2 separate regions of the Callithrix jacchus genome follow, and region 2 is linked to region 1. Evidence: chromatin contacts called from public Hi-C data. All regions are on one chromosome and are shown on one strand. Each heading gives the region's core, a stretch centred on a gene start, on an enhancer-like site or on the middle of the called end of the contact. The rest is flanking DNA. Distances are from core to core; before and after follow the strand shown.

Evidence for each region. Hi-C and Micro-C count contacts between places; a contact is called where the count stands out from the background.
Region 2: a Hi-C map of induced pluripotent stem cells shows a contact between it and region 1, with 2.7 times the contacts expected there. The contact joins two enhancer-like sites. A contact is called at or near these places in 2 of 3 Hi-C or Micro-C datasets (induced pluripotent stem cells and skeletal muscle).

The regions. Positions count from the first base shown.
Region 1 is chr10:67,669,635-67,676,490 of calJac240_pri, reverse strand. All of the region lies in intron 1 of P2RY6 (pyrimidinergic receptor P2Y6), which reads left to right. Among named protein-coding and RNA genes, the nearest start is that of P2RY6, 17 kb to the left of the region's middle. Within about 2 kb of position 4,295, at least 4 of the 16 cell types and tissues checked have an H3K27ac peak or open chromatin away from gene starts, as enhancers often do.
Region 2 is chr10:67,767,893-67,774,238 of calJac240_pri, reverse strand. No RefSeq gene overlaps it. Among named protein-coding and RNA genes, the nearest start is that of P2RY2, 31 kb to the right of the region's middle. Within about 2 kb of position 1,823, at least 2 of the 16 cell types and tissues checked have an H3K27ac peak or open chromatin away from gene starts, as enhancers often do.

The DNA of each region.
Region 1 (6,856 bases), core at 3,046-5,545:
AAGAGAGGGGAGGGAAGTCGCCCTTGGACAGACTAAAGGTTCAGCAGTGGGGCAGTGACAGCGTCTGCAGGGCCTCAGGCACTCAACTCTACTCAGCCCCACTGTGCAGGACAGAGCAGTCTGGTGACACCATGAATGGGAGACACGAATTGACTGGTTGTGTTCATGGGAATCCTGGGTCCTGAGGTGGAGGCCTAGGCTGGCAAGGGAAGGGAGAGAAGCCAGGAAGATCCTGGGCCTGGCCCCCAGTGAGGAGGGGGTGATCCTGTGCAGGGAGGTGAGAATATCAGGGAAAGCCTCAGACAGGGGAGGGGGGAGATGCGGGCTGCCCAGCCCTGCCAGGCCAAGTCCTGTTCACCCCTCTCAGCTGGGACTGTTCACAGCTGGAATCTCACACACAGCCAGACAGAAGCAGCCCCAAGGCTGGCCTTTGGTGCTCACATTTAATCTCTAACTGCTCCCAATCCCCAATAAACACATACTCTTAAGTACAACCTACAGCTTCCTATATGAACAGCCTCAAGCCAAGTTCCCTGTGCACCAAATCCTCTCTATGTGGACATAGTTGAACCACCTCTGGAAATGTATCTGTTAATTCATTCAACAAATATTTATTGAGCACCTACCATATGCCAGACACTGTCCTAGGTACATGCAGCAGTGAAAAAGAAAAACATGGAAAAACCCCTGAACTGATGGATTTTATGTTCCAGCTAGGAGAGAGAGACAATAACCAATAAATAAGTAGAACAGTATGTTAAAAGATGTTAAATGCTAAGGAGAAAAATATAGCAGAGAAGGGGCAGAGGAATCATGTGTGCATGTGCTGAGTGGAGGTTATGATTTTAGCTTAGAGTGCTAGTAGAAGGTCTCATGGACAAGATGTCATTTGAGAGACTACCTGAGGGGGTCTGTCCTATGCCCCTTTTTTGAGACAGGGTCTCGCTCTACAGCCCAGGCTGGAATGCAGAGGTGTAATCATAGCTCACTGCAGCCTCGACCTCCCAGGCTCAAGAGATATTCCTACCTTAGCCTCCCAAATAGCTGGGATTACAGGCACATGCCAACACACCCAGTTAATTTTTAGACATTTTTTGGTAGAGACGGGCTTTTTCTCTGTTGCCCAGGCTGTTCTCAAACTCCTGGGCTCAAGTGATCCTCCCGCCTTTCGTCTCCCAAAGTGGTGAGATTCCAGGTGTGAGCCACTGCACCCAGCTGCCCCGTGTTCTTCATGCATACTCCACCGCAGCAGCCCCCCGTCGCCTGCTGACCTCCTACATTGCACTCTGAACGAGGTAGTTGCCCCTGACTTTGATCTCTTCCTCCAAGGCCACCCCTCAGGCACCCAGCGTGCCCTCTTCCTCCCACGCTGGACTGGCCACAAATGGGCCAGTGTGAAGGTGAGGATTTGGGGTTTGATGGCAGGCAGTCCAGCTGATTGGAAGATCACTGATGGATTGGTGGCCCTGGCAAGTAACTAAGCTGTTGGGGGCCTTAGTTTCCTCCTCCCAAAATGGTAAGAAGAGACCATGCCCTCCTCACAGGCCCTGGGCAGGCAATGATACAGGACATAGGGTAGCAAATGGTTTTGTCTTCAGGTTTGAAAATAGTCATAGACCACGGCCTCATCCTTGAGGACCCACCACTAGGTCTCCTGGGACCTGGACATGCGCCTGAAATTGCCTGGTGAGAATGAAGACCAATAGATGGATGGTCTTGGGACAATCTCTGCAGGGTGTCCTGGGACAGCCAAGCTGTATGGCCCCAGAGGCAAGCTGGACTGGTGTGGAAAAGCAGACTAGGGGCAAATCTCTGGGCTTGGAGTGACAAAACATATCTCCCTTGAGCTTTCTCAAGGTGGAATACAGTGGCTTAGGAGAGGAATGAGCTCCCTGTAATGTGAAGTATGGAAGCAGGGGCCAAAGAGCCCCCTTCCCTGAGGGGATGGTGGGGAGGCCTCTGGGTCAGATGACCTTAAGACCTCCCTAGTCCTGACGATCCAGAACTCAGAGCCCTGTCATTGAACCCTATGTCCAGCTGGATGTCTTATCTCTGCCAGGTGGGCTCAGGCCCTAGGAGGAGCTAGGGATGATCAGAGCAAGAGTCAAGGCAGGGGCCGCCTTTCACAAGAGGGGAGGAGTTCCCTGAGGCTCCCCCTTACCTGTACGTGTGGTGGACAAAACTGCCTACCTTCGGGCTTCAGGGTCTGCCTGGGAAATGGGCAGGGTCATAAACTACAATAACCACCTGGCAGGGTTGGTGGTCTGCCCTGTGTGAGGTGGGACTGGGGGACCCAAGCAGTCTCAGAGGTGCTACTCCTGCAGCCATTACCTTCTTCATCTTCCTCGACAAACCTCTGTCATCAGTCAGACAAAAGTTTAAAAAAAAATTATGGAGCCAGGCAGCACCAAGGACAGAGCCCTGGGGTGCATCTTCATAGACTGGATCTAGTCATCCAACATTTCCCAGTGCCTGTTCAGAGCCAAAGCCTGTGCTGGTCTCTGAGGCCCCAGAGGCAAAGCAAACCTTGTCCCCAGTTCCTAGCACAGTTAGAAAAGGAAAGGGAGATAGTCTGACACCGCCCCTTTGGCTGGTCTTCTCTGCCCTGACTCCTGACTTCCATTTCTTTGTCCTTTCTTAGGCCATTCTTCCTAAGAGGCAGGGTGTTATGGTGGGTTTATAGTACACTTTGGGTAAGTTCCTAATCTCTCTGGCGTCAGTTTTCCCATAGGGAAATGTCACCTCTCTTCCTGGGCACAAGGTGCAGATCTACAGGCAGGACTCCTAGTTTCAAGTGACATAATTCTAGGTCAAATGGATGGAGGCAAAAGGAGTTTATTAGGTCACAATACCAAAGGTAAAATCTCAGGCGCAGCTGGAACCAGGCACTCAATGCTGTTCTCAGGAAACAATGCATCCCCATCTGTCATCCCTGCCATTCCCTGGCTTTCTATGTGGACAGTCTCCTCCCTGGTGGCAGTATCTCCATTGCCCAGGACAGTGCCTGTTATCCTTGCCTCCAGCAGCTCCTGCCTTGCTTTCTACCAGCTTTGCAAATGCTGTAGAAGACCTGTCTCCTTCCTGATGTCCTAGCAAAAGCACCAGAACTGACTCTGAGTCATGCAGTGAATGTCACCCGTCCACCCTGAGCCAGTTACAGGCCTGAGAGGCCCACTCTTCTCTCATTGGCAGGTTTAGGTCACAGAGCCATCACTCCCAGATCCCCAAAACTCTAGATGGGAGAAGGGGGGATTCCCCCAAAGGAAAATCAGAGGGCAGGCTCGTCATCATGAGAGGGAGTCTGGGAACTGGGTGGGAAGAAGCTACAGAGGAGCTGAACAATGACTGCCAGGCTAGCCAGGCGGCTGGACCTGGGCCATCTCTTCCCCCATAGACTGGAGCCTGGTTATCTGGGAGGATGGGCGGATCCTGAAGGCACTAACTGAGGCTGTCAGCCAACTACACTACTTGCAGCTAAGCAGCAGGTTCCTTCTCGAAGGGAGAGCCAAGTGACCTCTCCCACAAGGAGACAAACAAATTGGGCGGCCTGGTCGTCCAGGAAAGGTACAGAGAGCCTCTCCCACTAGCTCCATGGGAGAGTTTTTTAGGAGGCCCTGGGGATCTCCTGGAGCACTGGGTGGGAGGTACAGTAGCCCTATAGGTGTGGACTTACACAACGGGACACCACAGGCTGCCCCTCTGCTCATCGAGGGCTGCCCTGTCACAACTGCTCCCTGGACCTCTGTGCTATCCACATAGTTCCTCAGTCTCAGGGCTGCCCTTGACTTCTCAGCCTTGTGCCCACTGGGGCTGCCTGGTCTCTCACCCTCTTTATTCACATTCCCAAGAAAGAACCTGTTGCTAACTCTGCTACGCCTCAGTCACCTGATCTGTAAAATGGAAACGGTCGTTGTGAAGAGAGAATGAGACATGGGACATCAAGCATGTTGTACTGTGCTTGCGCATCATCCACACTCAGTGAATACATGTGTCCAGGCTGTGCTGGGGCTTCTGGGTGCACCCTTGGGCAGCTGGGGCCTCTGATACATAGCAGGAGATGCAAGTTCCATCTTTGCTAAATTTGCAAAGACTGGAAAGAAACCAAATGAAGAAGCCCCAACTTCCAAATTCCCCAAAGCTGCAGCTTCCTCTTCCTTTCACTGAAAATGGCTGTTTCAGTTTTAACTTTAATTCCTGCGACCAGGAGTTGAGAAGGGGAAGTGGGAAAGGAGAAGAGAAATCAGGGCCCCTGCCCTCTATGTTCCCGCCTGCCAGGTTTGTCCTGTAGCCAGCCAGATGCCACAGGTAGGACCCAAACTCTTCCAGGTGGGAGGACTTTGCTTCCTGCCATCTGTCTTCTGGGTGCCAGAGAGCTACTGGCATTAGGAACCTGGCCTCAGGCTGGCCTCAGGTGGGCTCCAGGGGCCACCCTGCCCCAGGCTAGAGGCTGCCTAGAATCAGGATTGGGTTGATGACTGGGGCACAGAGGGTATAGTGACCCTGTACAGTAGGTAGGTACCATAAATAGCCCTGTTTACCCAGGCTCAGAGAGGGTAGGTGCCTCACTCGAGGTCACACAGCAAGCTGGTGGTGGATTCCAGCCTTTCTGACTCCTCAGGGGAAGGAAGCTAACTCTTGACCCCTGTCATCCTGTGCCCTTGCTGCTAACTCACGGTCCAGGGGCACAGCAAGGGGGTTTCCAGGCCTTATTTCCCGGCAGGCAGGCTAAGATTAGGAAGCCTATTCCCACGTCCAGCCTGGTCTGAGCTGGTTCCTGCCTCAGCTGGTTGGCAGACAGTGACTCAGGCTTCCAGCTCCTGCCTTTGGCCAACAGGTCCCTTCATCCCCACTGGATATGAAGGCCTCAGGGGGCGGGGGAGGCTGTGGGGTCATGTGAAGTTTATCCCGAGATCATAGGATCTATGCAGCCTGGCTCCTTGTCATTTCTTCCTATGTCCATATGGAATTGCTCCTGCTCTACAACTGACCCCATGGTTGTCGCCTGAACTGAATAAAGGAAATTGGCAGAGGCTGTCCCCGCTGTGAGGTGAGGGGCTGCGGAGTTTTGCCGAAGGTGTACCCGGAGTGGAGATTGGCAGTGGGTGCCTGAGTCCAGGGCCTCTACCTCAGATGGTCAGGGCCAGTGGCTCCTGTGACCACATGGACCAGGGTAAAAACCTGAGAGCAAGGGCTTCAGCTCATCTGGGGAGGGTGAGTAGGAGGAAGGTGGAGAAGTGGGCCAAGAGGAACTGAGATTGGAAACCCAGTACTGAAGCCACTTAGTGGCAGCCCGGAGGGGAGGCCCCGGCTGTGGGCAGACGGGCCTTGCCCTCACCCCTCCCTGGCTGTGTGAAGGAGTGTGGCTGGCTGTCCACTGGTGCCATCTCATGGCCACAGGGCCTCAGTGCAGGGAAGACCCAACTCTCTTGGGAATCCCCTTCTACTCCCTAGTTTTCTCATCTGTAAAGGGGAGGGAATAAGCCGCCCCCCACCAAATTGCCCAGAACTACAGATAAAACATCTGGTACAGAATAGGCATTTAAGAAATGACACTGGCTCTGGGCGCGGTGTCCTAACACTGGGAGATGAAAGCGGGCGGATTACATGACGTCAGGAGTTCAAGACCAGCCTGGCCAACACAGTGAAACCTCATCTCTACTAAACATACAAAAATTAGTTGGGTGTGGTGGTGGACACCTGTAATCCCAGCTACTCGGGAGGCTGAGGCAGGAGAATCGCTTGAACTTGGGAGGCGGAGATTCCAGTGAGCCAAGATCTTGCCACTGCACTCCAGCCTGGGCTACAGAGCGAGACTTGGTCTCAAAAAAAAAAAAAAGAAAGAAAAGAAAGAAAGAAAAGGCACTGTCTGGGCATCGTGGTATATGCCTGTAATCCCAGCACTTTGGGAGGCCAAGGAGGGAGAATCTCTGCCAGAGGGAGGCTCTGCCTTGGAGGATTCATAACAGGCCAGTCCCCCTCACACTCCCATCTGAGGCCCCCACTTTGCGCAGCTCATCCATTGCTCTGGCTTCTATATTTATTTATGTCTCACAGAGGGTAAGCTCATTCCCCACTTCTGTGCCCTTGCCCACACTGGGCCTCCTGCCTGGGATGCCCTCTTCAGCCTTGTTATGTGTCCGGGTCCCTCTGGCCCTTCAGTGCCCAGCAGTGGACATGCTTTCTCCAGGAGCTTTGCGGGTTACTCTCCCAGGTGCACCGATGACCCCTCAGACCTGAGCACTCCCTCCTGGGCCCCACCTCCTCCTCTAGGTCTAGCCAGGTCCATGGGCAAATCTAAGGCCTGGTGAGAGCAGGGCAGTTCCTTTGCTCCAATTTGGTCATCCTGAGGTTCTTTGAAGTTCTAAGCCCTAGGATGCTGTGGTTTCAAGGTTTTGAGAGTCGTCAAACCTAGACTCTGTTAGGAAGGCAAAGAAGTAAAAGGCTAGTGGCTAATGGGTGCTCAGTGGTTGTTGAGGTGCCAGGCCAGGCCTCTTGTGTGTCCTTGAACTCCTGAGCAGAGGGGCAGAAGGGGCAACTGGCCTTAGTTTCTTTCTCCATCCATCAGGTGGAGCCCCATGAGCCTTCCCCTCCCCTCTGAGGTTAGTCCAAGTGCCCTTATCTGAGCAGAGCAGTGGGATTAGGCATCTCCAGATCTGCACGTCTGGGCCCTCTGGATAAGGCATGATAGGGACAGCTTTGTATTTCCTGTCCATCCAGGCAGCAGGAACTGAGACCACTTAGGCGTCTAACCCAAGCTCTGCCCTGGTTTCGATACCGCCAAGGAGCCCTCAGAGCCATTCCCATTCCTGGGACAGTGACCCGCCCTGCTGGAAGTTGCTATGGGAAGTTGTCCTGG
Region 2 (6,346 bases), core at 574-3,073, 100 kb before region 1:
GGAGGGAAGTGGGTGAAGCTGCATCCCTGGGCAGGATGGGGCTGACTTTGGGCCTCTCCCATGTGTCTCCAATCCATGACTCTCTCAATGAGGCTAACACACCTCCTGGCTCCTCCTCTGCTCTTGCGACCTGCTGCTAAGGTATGAGGTTATCCAGTTCAGCCTTGGGAGGACAGGCTGGGCCCTCAGTCCTGTTCTAGGAGAACATAAATACTGAGGTCTCTCCTTGGTTCCTCTCAGGGTTATGAAGGGCTTGGGGCTGGGAGCCACATAAGGTCCAAGCAACTGGCAGGGGCACCTCCAGCCCATCAATCCCCTTCTGAACTGTGTTCATCCTGGCTTGTGAATCTCCCCACTCCCCTCCTAGCCTCCTGGTAGGTCACTGCCAAAACTCTGGCTGACCTCTTCCATCTTGAGTGGGGTGTGGGCTCAGTCCCTTGGGGCCATGGGAGTCTGAAGCCTGGGCCAGATCCCCCCTCCTTATTCCTGTTGGGGCTAATTTTAGGACTGCTTTAACAGCTGCCTCAGCTCAGCCTGGGTCAGTTCCCAGCCACTCAGTGTTGGGGTCAGTTGGGGTCACCAAGGAGTTGGCCAGGCCCGCCTCACCTTTGGCTGCAAAAGATGAAACTAGAATCTTTGTCCCCTGTCTATCCTCCCCACTGGCCTGGAGAGTCCCATCAAACTGGCCTCCATGTCCCATGCCCTGTGGGTGAAACCACAGAGTAGCCCAGGATTTAAAACAGCCCATGAAGGTCAAGACTGAATATTGGTGCCTGCATGCCTGGAGGGTGCAGAGAGGTGAGACTCCTTCTCAGTGGCCCTCTCTGATGCCAACTCAACACATATTTCTGCCAACACTGTGCCAGGCTGTCAGAGATTAGAAGCAGATGGCACCTGGGATACTTTTTTTTTTTCTTTTTGAGAAAAGCCTCACTCTGTTGCTTAGGCTGGAGTGCAGTGGTGCGATCTTGGCTCACTGGAACCTCCACCTCCCAGGTTCAAGCGAGTCTCCTGCCTCAGCCTCCCAAGTAGCTGGGATTATAGCACCCCCCCCTTACCACCATGTCCGGCTAATTTTGTATTTTTAGTAGAGATGGGGTTTCGCCATGTTGGCCAGGTTGGTCTCAAACTCCTGACCTCAGGTGATTCACCTGCCTCGGCCTCCCAAAGTGCTGGGATTACAGGCATGAGCCACCATGCCAGACCACACCTGGAATACTTTCTAGAGGAAGGATTTTCGCTTCTGAGAACAAAGGGATGGAGTCTGCTCTGTCACTGACGCTCTGGTCCTTGGTTTCCTACCCTCAGAAAGGGTGTGGTGATATTTGCTCACAGACTAGCTGGGGGTACAGAGGAGAAGAAAAGAGCTGGAAAGTGTGCTGGGAACTCTGGAGTCTGCGGTGCCCACAGGGCTGCCACTCAGCTGGGGCCTAGGCTCTCTCCCGTGAGAACCTAGAGGTTGAGCTGTTACCACAGTCTTTCCCCCCAGCCAGCAATGTTGCAGAAGAAAAGAGGAACAGATCTTGAAACTGATGTGGGCAAAGGGGAAGGGAAATGCAAGCAGGGGCCACGGAGGGAAGCTGTGGGCCTCCTTCCCCCACCTGCAGCCCTTGCTGTTATTGCCTCCCGTCCCTCCAAATCCTCTCCATATCTCCAGCTCCCACTTCCTTCCTCACCCTAGGGGACACTGAGCACCCTGTGGGGAGGTGAGTTGTCCGGTGGACTCTGTTTAATTTCCAGAGCCCCCTCTCTCTATATAACCAAGAAATTTTCTAAAGACAGGGCTAGCTTCAGTCCTCTGGGGGCAGCCCTGTGAACTGGGCTCAGAAAACCCCAGATTTGAACCCCCAACACCACATCTGTCTGTGTTACCCTGTGCTAGGTGGGCCTCCCTCTCAATCCAGTTGCCTCATCCTAACTCACACTGGCCCCATGAGGCCCTTGCAAGCTTCTGCCTGTCCCTGCTTCTCACAGTGTCCCGGCCTTGTGTGTGAATGAGTGTGTGTGTGCACACACTGGGCCTTGCTGCACGTGGGGGCACGCAATCAATATTGAATAGCCCACTTCAAATCCTTTTTGAAAGCCTATGAGTATCCAAATAAATAGATAAATGTCGACTTATCTAAAAACACACATGCACCCTGAGAAAAGCCTTGTTTATCCGTCTCCCTAAACAAGGAGTTGATTCCCACAATGGACCCTCCAGATGATTCAGGATGGAGGAACCTAAAGATTCAGAAGAAGAGAGGCCTTCTAGGTGGAGGGAACATCAGAAACCACAGCTGGGAGCTGGAGGATGCTCGGGGGCTGGTGGAATAGCAGCATGAGATAAGCTGATGAGGCTGGCAGGGTCCAGAGCCTGTAGGACCTCGAATGCCAGGCCAAGGAACCAGACCTTATCCCCAGGGCAGTGGGAACCATGGAAGGGTTTTGAGCAGGGGAGTGACAAGGCTGGGTGTGTTGCCAGCAGGGTCCCTCTCTGGCTGCTGCATGAAGCATGGACTGAAGGCAGAGAGCAGTGTCAAGGAGCCCTCTGCTTTCGAGGTTCAGGAGGAAAAGATGAAGGATGAAGGTGGGCAGTTCTGTGGAAGGTGAGAGGTAGACAGTCCCCAGGATAGCACAGAAAGGTGGCCAGCATTTAGTGGAGGATGGAATGAGGGCAGGCTGGAAGTGAGAGGAGGCTTGGTGACTCCTGGGTTTCTGGCCCAGGTGACCAGCTGGTTGGTGATGCTCTTACTGAGGTTGAGACAGGTTCCCCAGGCAGGTCTGGGCAAAGATAAAAAGTTCAGCTTTGGACATGTCAGGGGAGCAGGAGTCCCAAGGAGCTATTGGGACTGGTTAGAGGCCTGGAGCCAGGCAAATGTGGACAGATTTTCCCCGAATGACATTTTTCTCGATGACTTTTTTTTTCTTTTTTGAGACAGAGTCTTTCTCTGTCACCCAGGCTGGAATGTAGTAGCATGACCTCTGTTCACTGCAACCTCCACCTCCTGGGTTCAAGCAATTCTCCCACCTTAGCCTCATGAGTAGCTGGGACTACAGGCACATGCCACCACGCCCAGCTAATTTTTGTATTTTTCATCATCTTAGCCAGGAAGATCTTGATCTGATCTTGTGATCCACCCGCCTTTGCCTCTCGAAGTGCTGGGATTACAGGCATAAGCCACCATGCCTGTCTTGGATGACTTTAAAGTATCCCAAGTACATTGGGAACAGTCCTTTGGCACCAACTGCCCATAGTCCACAAGACAGATAGGACCAGGACGTGGGTCCTAGAGAATGACAGGGGATAGGGTCAGCAAAGGGTCTGACTAGGGTGAAGGGGAGGGTCTAGAGTCCTTGGGTCAGGAGTACTCCCAGGGTAGTACAGGAGAGGCTGGTGCAGAGGTTTAAGGGTAGAGAGGGGATAGGAAAAAGCCATGGGTGGGCTGAGCCAGCAGGTCTCAGAGACCAGTCAGCCCAGAGTCATCATTATACAGACAGATGGAGCCAGGCCTGGCAAGGCCTAGGGATGTGGCAGGTAACACAGCAAGGCAGACAGGTCATCAGCTTCTAGCTCAGTTCTGTACCCTCAGCCAGACTGACTTGGAGGGGTCAGCTCAGTGTGCTCGATGTGGGCCTGGGATTGAGCTTCTGGGCCACACCTAGGTGCTGTGGGCTTGTATGGTTTGGGTGGAAGAACTGGGCAGGCAGATGAAAGCCCCACCCTGAGCAGTGCCTTAAACCCACAGTCTGTCAGTCTGCCCCAACCCTGTGCTGTTACTTTCTTAGTCCCAGGACCCAGGCTGGGCTGTATGTAATCAGAGGAGGGAGCTGCAGCCCGGAGCCCAGGAACACAAAGCTGAGCACAGAGCCATCTCCTGGCAGATGCTGAGGTGCTCGTGGGAGGGTGGGGGAACTGTGGCATCAGGGGCCATGTTCCACACTAGGTGAAATGCAGTCAGGGCAGTTTCCACAATGCTTGCTAAGCCAGGTACTGTTCTACGATCTCAAGACAGTGAACGGGATTTATGTTCTAACTAGACATTGACAATAAGCAAACTAATACATAACATAACGACAGAAAGATGAGATGAAGAAACAGCCCGGAGAGGTGGGCACCTTCAGTAGGGAGTGGGAATGGCTACTTGACAGAAGACCCCTGCAGGCCTGATAGGCTGGGTGATTTTAATCAAGTCTATGTCCCTCCCCATGAACTTTGTACCTCGCTCCACCACCAGACACTCCACCTCCCCTTCAGCTCCAGCTGCACCATTGGGACTTGCTTTCTTTCTTTTTTTTTTTTTAGATGGAGTCTCACTCGGTCACCCAGGCTGAAGTGCAATGGCACTATCCCAGCTCACTGCAACCTCTGCCTCCCAGTTCAAGCAATTCTTCCACCTCAGCCTCCCAAGTAGCTGGGACTACAGGCGCCCGTCACCATGCTTAGCTAATTTTTGTACTTTACTTAGTAGAGATGGGGTTTCGCCATGTTGGCCAGGCTCGTCTTGAACTCCTGACCTCAAGTGATCAGCCCACTTCTGCCTCCCAAAGTGCTGGGATTACAAGCATAAACCACCGTGCCTGGCCGCACCATTGAGGGTTTCTGAGGGCTGCCTTGACTTGGCCATTAGCAGGGCCTGAGGAGGACTGCTGGGCAATGAGCCTTCCGCAAGTTCTGGTCCTTCCCACAAAGTCCTGCCCAAGATCCACCCAAGCTCTACCCACTTGGCTCCTCCAGCCTGGGAGCCAGGTAAGATCTGAGGTGCCCCAGGGCCTTGGCATTGCATCAGGTGTAGCCTGGGAGGTGGAGGTGACTCACTTGGGGGTGTCAAGTTCCAGCAAACAACAGCCCTGGGTCAGGGCAGAAACCTAGAGACTCCCTGCCTTGCCTTGCCCCAGAATGATGAACAGGAGGGTCCTGGTCTTTCCTAAGAAGCCCCCAACTGAGGGTCCTCCTGTTGTCAGGGAGGCCCAACTTCCAGCCAAGGTGTTGAGAGGTGCCCAAAGACCTGCCAGTGCCTGCTGCCTCTGGGCCTCAGCCTCCTAGTCCACTTACTGGGGGAGCAATGGGGCTAGATAAGCTTCAGTGTTCCTCGCACTGTGTTTTGTTGAGTATGTTGCAGGTGGCCCACAACCTCTGATGGTTCCCGGGAGCTCAGGGCAGAGACAAATGACAGATGCTGAAAAGGGAGGTGTCGGGGGAGGGTTTGCAAGGTTTAGCAAATGACAACACAGGATTCGTTGTTAAATTTGAATTTCAGATTAGCAATGAGTAACTTTTTAGTATAAGCATATGTCCCCAATATCCCTTATGTTTTTTTTTTTTTTTTAGGGAGGGAAGGAGGAAGGGAGGAAGGCAGGAAGGGAGGGAAGGAGGAAGGGAGGGAGGAAGGAAGGGATGAAGGAAGGAAGGAAAGGAGGAAGGGGGGGAGGGAAGGAGGGAGAAAGGGAGGGAGGGAGGGAGGGAGGGAGGGAAGGGAAGGAAGGAATTCAAGCAAAGAGAGAGACATTGCAGATCTGGATCTAGAGGTTTACAAGTTGTTTTCTTTTTTTGAGAGAAGGAAAGAAAAAAATGAGTAAAGGAGAGAAAGAAAGAGGAAGAGAGAGAGGGAGGGTGAACGGAAATATTCCTTTATTCTGAAAAAAAAAATGGGTATTAATAATGGCCAATCAATGTTTCATTTAAACCTATGAGTAGGTGTGATGTGGTATTGACAAGAATGTATATTTTGTGTATTTGAAGTGGAGAGCTCTATAAATATTTATTAAGTTTACTTGTTCCGGATCTGAGTTCGAGTCCTTGATATCCTTATTAATTTTCTGTCTCATTGAATCTAAGTCTCTATGTATCTGGGTGTTAGGATGGTTAGCTCTTGTTGTTGTATTGATCCTTTTACCACTATATCTTTGTTGCTTTAAAATCTATTTTATCCGCTATGAGAATTGCAACTCCTGCTTTTTATTTATTTATTTATTTATTTATTTATTTTTGCTCTCCATTTGGTTGGTAAATCTTTCTCCATTCCTTTGTTTTGAGTCTTTGTGTATCCTTGCATGTGAAACAGGTCTGGATGTAACATGCCGTTGGGTTTTGGCTGTGTCTTTTGATTGGGGGATTTAGTCGATTTTAAATTTAGGGTTACTGCCATTTGATGTTGACTGGCTGTTTTATCCATTCGTTGATGAAAATTCTTCTTTATGTTGGTGCTATTTACTTTTTGGTATATTTTTAGAAAGGCTAATACTGGTTGTTTCTTTCTGTGTGTAATGCCTCTTTCAGAAGCTCTTGTAAAGCAGGCCTGGTGGTAATAAAATCTCTGAGTTCTTGCTTGTTCATAAAAGATTTTATTTTTCCTTCAGTTGT